Linked DNA regions of Sus scrofa: region 1 is linked to region 2. A link is a contact called in public Hi-C data. All regions are on one chromosome and are shown on one strand. Each heading gives the region's core, a stretch centred on a gene start, on an enhancer-like site or on the middle of the called end of the contact. The rest is flanking DNA. Distances are from core to core; before and after follow the strand shown. Region 1 overlaps ZRANB1 (ubiquitin thioesterase ZRANB1). Region 2 overlaps LHPP (phospholysine phosphohistidine inorganic pyrophosphate phosphatase).

Region 1 (2,897 bases), core at 143-2,642, 390 kb after region 2:
CATGAGCTAATACTTCAGATCTAAAGGAAGACAGCAGCTGGAAGTGTCATTACTTTCTTCGTTCATTACATCAATGTCTATGATATTTGCAAAGCAACTTTTTTTTTTTTTGGTATTTTTCCGGGCTGCCCATGCGGCATATGGAAGTTCCTAGGCTAGGGGTCGAATTGGAGCCGCATCTGCCGACCTGCGCTGCAGCCACAGCAACACAGGATCTGAGCCGTGTCTGTGTCCTACACCAAAGCTCATGGCAATGATGGATCCTTAACCCGCTGAGCGAGGCCAGGGATCGAACCTGAGTCCTCATAGATGCTAGTTGGGTTCATAACCTGCTGAACCACAACAGGAACTCCCGTGAAGCAACTTTTTATTTTTCAATTCCATGCCAAGTGGAAACATCTTCCAGGATGTTTTTTTTGTTGGAAGGCATTGAATGAATGTACCAAATGGCAAAAGTTTCTAAATAAAACTTATGTTTTGGCTTTTAGTGTTTTAAGCTTTTTTATGTTCAGATGTAAACAGATATTTACACAGTGGTAGGAAATAATTAAGTCTTTTAAAATCATATAAATTTAATTTGAAATGCACTGCATATATTTAAACTTGTTACCCTAAGTGATTAGATTTTTATTTTGAATTGAGTATAGTAATACAGTTTAAATCAGTTTTGTAAGAGTAATAATGCTTCTCAGACTACTCAATTAGAAAACTGAACAGGACATAGAGAACTTGAAGAAGACGGCACAAACAGAGAGCTGTGTGCCAGAATGAACGGTTCCTTCACTTCTGCAGGAAGAACCCGAGGTCTGAGGTTTTAGGCCTGAGCAGAGGTTCAAAGTGTAAAGGGAAGAGGACAGACAAAAATTTGTCTATTGTTATTATTTAACTCGAATATCGGATAGTCCTGTTCCCTTTTCTTTTATTTCAGCTTTATTGAGTCATCATTGGCGTAGGAAATTGTAATACACTTAACGTGTGCGTTGTGGTGATTGGATTCACACATACGTTGTGAAAGGATGGATTCTCCCCCGTTTAGTTAATCCTCGCATTCCTCACCTCCCAGTTTTTCCATCTGTCTGTATTTTGGGTGAGAACATTTCCGTTCTCTTGGTGACTTTTGTACAGTCCACTGTTATAACTGACTGGTCACCTTGTTTCGCATTAAATCCCAAGCCTTCTTCATCATGTAGCTTTGAGTGCGTTCTCTTTTACCAGTTCCCCTACCCCCCTGCTCCCTCTGCCTTGCTCCTGGCAACCCCTTTTCTGCTCTTTAGTTCTCTGAGTTTGACTTTGTTTTTTTCAAGATTCCAGATAGAAGTGATAGCATGCAATTATTTGTCTTCCTCTGTCGAGCGTATTTGACTTGGCATCGTATCTCCAAGGTCCCTCCTTGTGTCGCCCTGGTTGGACAGGACCGGTTGTATAGCTGTACCACTCCTGCTCATTTGTAGCCTTCCACCTGATAGGCCCTTGGGTTGTTGCCGTGTACTGGCTATTGGGAGTGACGCTGCAACAAATATGGGGGTACAGATAGCTTTTTGATATCTTGTTGTCATTTCCTTTGGCTGTATACCCAAAAGTGGGGTTGCTGGATCTTATGATAGTTTAATTTTTTGAGGCTCCTTCATGCTGTTTTCCACAGTGGCTGTACCAGCTCACATGCCCACCAACCATGCTTAAGGGTTCCCTTTTCTCCATGTTCTCCTCAGCATTTGGGATCCCATGTCTTTTTGATGAGAGCTAAATATAAGTACTGGTCCAAATATTTGTATTATTTGTAGATACTTAACTGTTGTGATGATAAAGTACAGAAGGGAAATACTCCCCCCCCCATACATACATGCATGTGTTTTAAAAGAAGTGACTTGACAGCGTTCAGCAGAAAGGGAGCTATTTTAGAGGAAGTTACTGTTAAATGCTGGTATCAGATTTTTTAAGTTGTGAGATATACAAAGATCTTTTAAATCTGGCTTTTCTTTATAGATATTGAAGACTTGCCTCCAACAGTCCAAGAAAAATTATTTGATGAGGTGCTTGATAGAGATGTTCAAAAAGGTAAGCATTGAATTAATGAGTATAATTGAACTTTTATCATTTCAGTAAACTTTTTGCTTTGTAAGGTTTAGAGTAGTTTGGTGTATGGTCAACGGATTTCATTTCTACTAAATTAGAAATTTAAAGTCTTTAAGCACAGTGTCGTACTGTGCTGTTAAAAATTCTCATTCACAGCTCTTAATTATAGTAGAGCGAACAAATAAAAAAGGGATAAAAATTTTAAACCTTGGTTTTCTGTTTTCCTTCTAGAATGAGTGTATTTTCATATTAAACATTTTTAGAAAATGTAAAGAATTTAAAAGTTGAGTAAATTATTCTAGAACTGTTTCAGCTACTCACAGTTTATATTTCAATTGATCAAAAATATTTAGGTGTTCATGACTAAGTTACATATCAACCTGTTTACATCTAGAGAATAGGTTTTTTCTTCCACTGAATAGTTCTTAATTGCAGAGGCATGAAAATGAACATGTTATTTAAATTCCTTGTATAGAGTTAGAAGAAGAATCTCCAATTATAAATTGGTCCTTGGAATTGGCTACACGTTTGGACAGTAGACTCTATGCACTTTGGAACCGAACCGCAGGAGACTGCTTACTTGATTCAGTTCTCCAAGCTACCTGGGGCATTTATGACAAGGACTCGGTGCTTCGGAAAGCCCTGCATGACAGCCTGCATGACTGTTCACATTGGTGAGCTGCCATCCTCCCTTTTTAAATTCAGGCGTGCGCTGGCTGAATCATTTCCTTGCAGTGGTGGGGTGCTTTTTGTCTGTCCTGTTTTCTTTGAAAGCTGGGGGGGGCTCTTTGGTTTTAGACATTGAGACACTTTGAACATCTCAG
Region 2 (3,181 bases), core at 95-2,594:
ATTTTATTTTTTATTGTAGTTGATTCACAGTGTCCTGTCAAATTCTGGTGTACAGCAGAGTGACCCGGTTATACAGATATGTGCATGTGTGTGTGTGTGTGTATATACACACAGTTTTTTCTTATTATCTTCTATCACGTTCTATCCCAAGAGACTAGATAGAGTTCCCTGTGCTGCACAGGAGGATCTCATTGCTTATCCAGTCTGAATGTCATAGTTTGCATCTACTAACCCCACCTGTTCTTCATAACTATAAATTCCTAAGAAGATGCTGCAGGTAAGTGCTGTTGACTGCGTGGCGCCCAGTGAGCCCTCAGCAAAGGTGAGGTGATGCTGGTGCCATTGGCGACGTCACCTGGCTTCCAGGGGCAGCCACACCTGGCCCTGAGTGGCGAGGATGCCGTAAGATGTCTTTTCTTGGAGGTACTTAACATTTCAGACCTTCCGATTTGTTCCTTATGAGGATATAACTCTGCCCTTGTTGGCAGGTGGGGGGGGGGGAGGAGCCTCAGTGCAGGTGGGTGGCAATGGAGCCACCAGGTCCGGAGGCCACGAGGCGGGGCAGGAGGCCAGGCTCTGTGCGCATCAAGACAGGCAGATGCCCTCTCTGCCGTTGGCCACTCCCCAGAGCTGTGCCGTCTGCTGCGGTAGCCATGAGCTGCAGGTGGCAGGGGCACACTTGAAACACGGCTGGTCCAAGTCGAGATGGACTAAAAGGGCTCGTACATATCAGCATCCAAAGACTAAGTGGGAAACAACGTGAGACGCTCATCGGTGATGTTTTATACCAGTTAACATGTTGCCGTCCTGATGTCTTCTGTTAACTCCACCTGCTGCTTCTTCTTTTTGTTCATGTGACTCCTAGAAAGTTCTCACTTGCCTCTGCGCTGGCATCAGGGCTTAGGGCATTTCTGGTGGACAGACCGCGGGGCCCCTGCACCACCTCCTTCTCCCTGCAGATGGCACTCTCGGTACTTTGCACGGTGCTCTCTGCAGATGTCGCCGGGTTGGGGCCAGTGAACGGCCTTGGTACTTTGGCACCCGTGTGAGGAGGCCAGCGTCCTTGCCTCCAGCCCCCCGGGCAGCACCCAGCGCCTTTTTCTCGGGCTGCCCTGCCTGACCCTGGAGCTCTCCACCCCTCTGGCCCCTTCTGAGCCAGCGACCTTGGGTTTGAAGGTCGTCATGGCCCGTGTATCTGCACCGGACGCGAGCCGAGCAGGGGCAGGGTCTGTGGCCTCCCGCCTGCTGGGTCTCTCCTCCGAGTGGCTCCCAGTGGCCTCGCAGGAGCCGAGGGCCCCGGCTGGGTCAGCAGGGCACTGGAAGGCCCTGTGCACCCTGTCCTCTGTTGGTGGCCTTGGTCTCTCTACCCTTGACTGAGTTGGGGGAGCAAGGTGGGTGGAGGCTGGCCTTGTCACAGGGCACAGGTGGCAGCGAGCCGATCTGTGAGGGAGCTTGGCACTCCCATCTGGCCACGTGGCTTCTCCACTGGCTCGAGGCCAAGGGCGGGACGGGGAGGCCAAGCCAAGTGCCAGTCTCAACTTGGGAGCTGCCTGTCTCTGGCCCTGGAAAGAGCGGGAGGTGGGAGGGGACGATGTGGGCCCTCCCCCCCAACATTGCACGAGGCCCCTCAGGCCAGCACTTCCTAGCATACGCACACGCACGCGCGTATACACACACATGCGAGATTGTGTGTCTGAGGCCACAGCATGGCTGGGGTTGGGATTTGAACTTGCCCATGGCTGTGAGGCCCCCTGTGTCCTTCTGTGCCTCCATTCCCCTCACTTCCTCCTGCTTTTATTGCACAAGGGCCCACAGAGGAAAAGGTCAATTGTCATAGTAGGGAGAGGTCCCTGGGCGGGGGGCGGGGGCTGAGCTTGGGAAGGAGGGCTTCACAGGCCTGCCCGCCAGGACCACCAGGAAGGCTCAGGCCCCTCGCAGGAAGGGGCTGGATCCCTTCCAGCAACCCCGGCCTTTGGAGCCAGAGAGGCTCTCGGGCAGACACTTGCAGACACGGCCCGGCCCCGCAGGCCCGCTGTGGACAGAGCCACACAAAGCTTTCTTTTCATTCCTTGCTCTGCTTGGAAGTCCAGGCCAGCGGGTGTGGCTCTCACCTGGCTGGCAGGTGGAGGCCTTTGGGGCGTTCCTCCCACCTGCCCTTTCTGGCATGTGTGACGCACTGAGCCTGCTGGCAGGACCTTCCAGCCTGAAGCCAGGAGGCCACTGCTGCTCCAGACGCCTCGGAATCCCATCCCAACTCCACGGGAGCCCTGTGACCATTGATGGCCAGTCTTCCTGGTCCCAGTAAGTCCTGGAGACCTAGAGAGTGCTCGCTCCCCCCAGCCCCCACCCCCCATCCCCCGGACTAGAGGCCTTTCCAGTTGAGTCGGCTGGAGCCTTGCCTGGGGCCCCCTGGCGGGGTTTGCCAGAGGCTGGGCCGGAGCCTGGCTGCTCCTTCCCCAGCTGGATGCTTTTGCCACTGTCTCCTCCTGGGAACATCCAGCCCTTGTGGCCGGATTCTTAGGGGCAGGGGAGTTCCCGCCGTGGCACAGCGAAACAAACCCAACCAAGACCCATGAGGATGAGGGTTCCATCGCTGACCTTGCTCAGTGGGTTAAGGATCCGGCTTTGCCATGAGCTGTGGTGTAGGCTTGGATCTCGAGTTGCTGTGGCTGTGGTGGAGGCCAGCAGCTGCAGCTCTGATTCCACTCCTAGCCTGGGAAACTTCCTTAAGCTACAGGTGCAGCCCTAAAAAGAAAAAAAAAATTCTGAGAGGCCGTGGCAGTCTGGCTCCCAGCCTGGCTTCGGGGCATAGGCAGGGCTCCGTGGCTGAGTGCCAGGTGGGGGTATATGCTTCCCACCCCCAGGCACCGTAACCCCCCTTCTTCTCTCCATCTTCTGTGGGGGCTGAGGCCTGGCCCTGTGTACCCTTCTTCTGGCAAATTCAGGCAGGGGGCATTCTTCCCAGGAGCGGGAGGCCCTGTCTGTCCCCAGTGGAGGCGGCAGCTGTCAGCACACCTCCCTGGCCCTTCATACCTCCTTGTGTTCCCACCCCACCCCGCCTCCCGGAAGTGGAGCAAGGACACCCTGAACACTTTCCCCGTCACTCTGTTCCCCCTGCCACACTGCCCAGCACGGCTGGCACTTGGCTCTCAGGCACAGGGTCAGGGGTCACTCCTGAAAG

What was found. Hi-C and Micro-C count contacts between places; a contact is called where the count stands out from the background.
Region 1: a contact with region 2 is called in a Hi-C map of liver, with 1.7 times the contacts expected there. The contact joins two enhancer-like sites. A contact is called at or near these places in 3 of 47 Hi-C or Micro-C datasets (alveolar macrophages, embryonic fibroblasts and liver).

Annotation. Positions count from the first base shown.
Region 1 is chr14:134,310,374-134,313,270 of Sscrofa11.1, forward strand. It overlaps ZRANB1 (ubiquitin thioesterase ZRANB1), which reads left to right. Exons shown (of 10, transcript XM_013983854.2): 5 at 1,984-2,055; 6 at 2,549-2,747. Among named protein-coding and RNA genes, the nearest start is that of ZRANB1, 58 kb to the left of the region's middle. Within about 2 kb of position 1,393, at least 1 of the 83 cell types and tissues checked has an H3K27ac peak or open chromatin away from gene starts, as enhancers often do. A contact at or near this core is called in liver, where this site is marked.
Region 2 is chr14:133,917,762-133,920,942 of Sscrofa11.1, forward strand. All of the region lies in intron 6 of LHPP (phospholysine phosphohistidine inorganic pyrophosphate phosphatase), which reads left to right. Among named protein-coding and RNA genes, the nearest start is that of TRNAE-UUC, 25 kb to the left of the region's middle. Within about 2 kb of position 1,345, at least 25 of the 83 cell types and tissues checked have an H3K27ac peak or open chromatin away from gene starts, as enhancers often do. A contact at or near this core is called in liver, where this site is marked.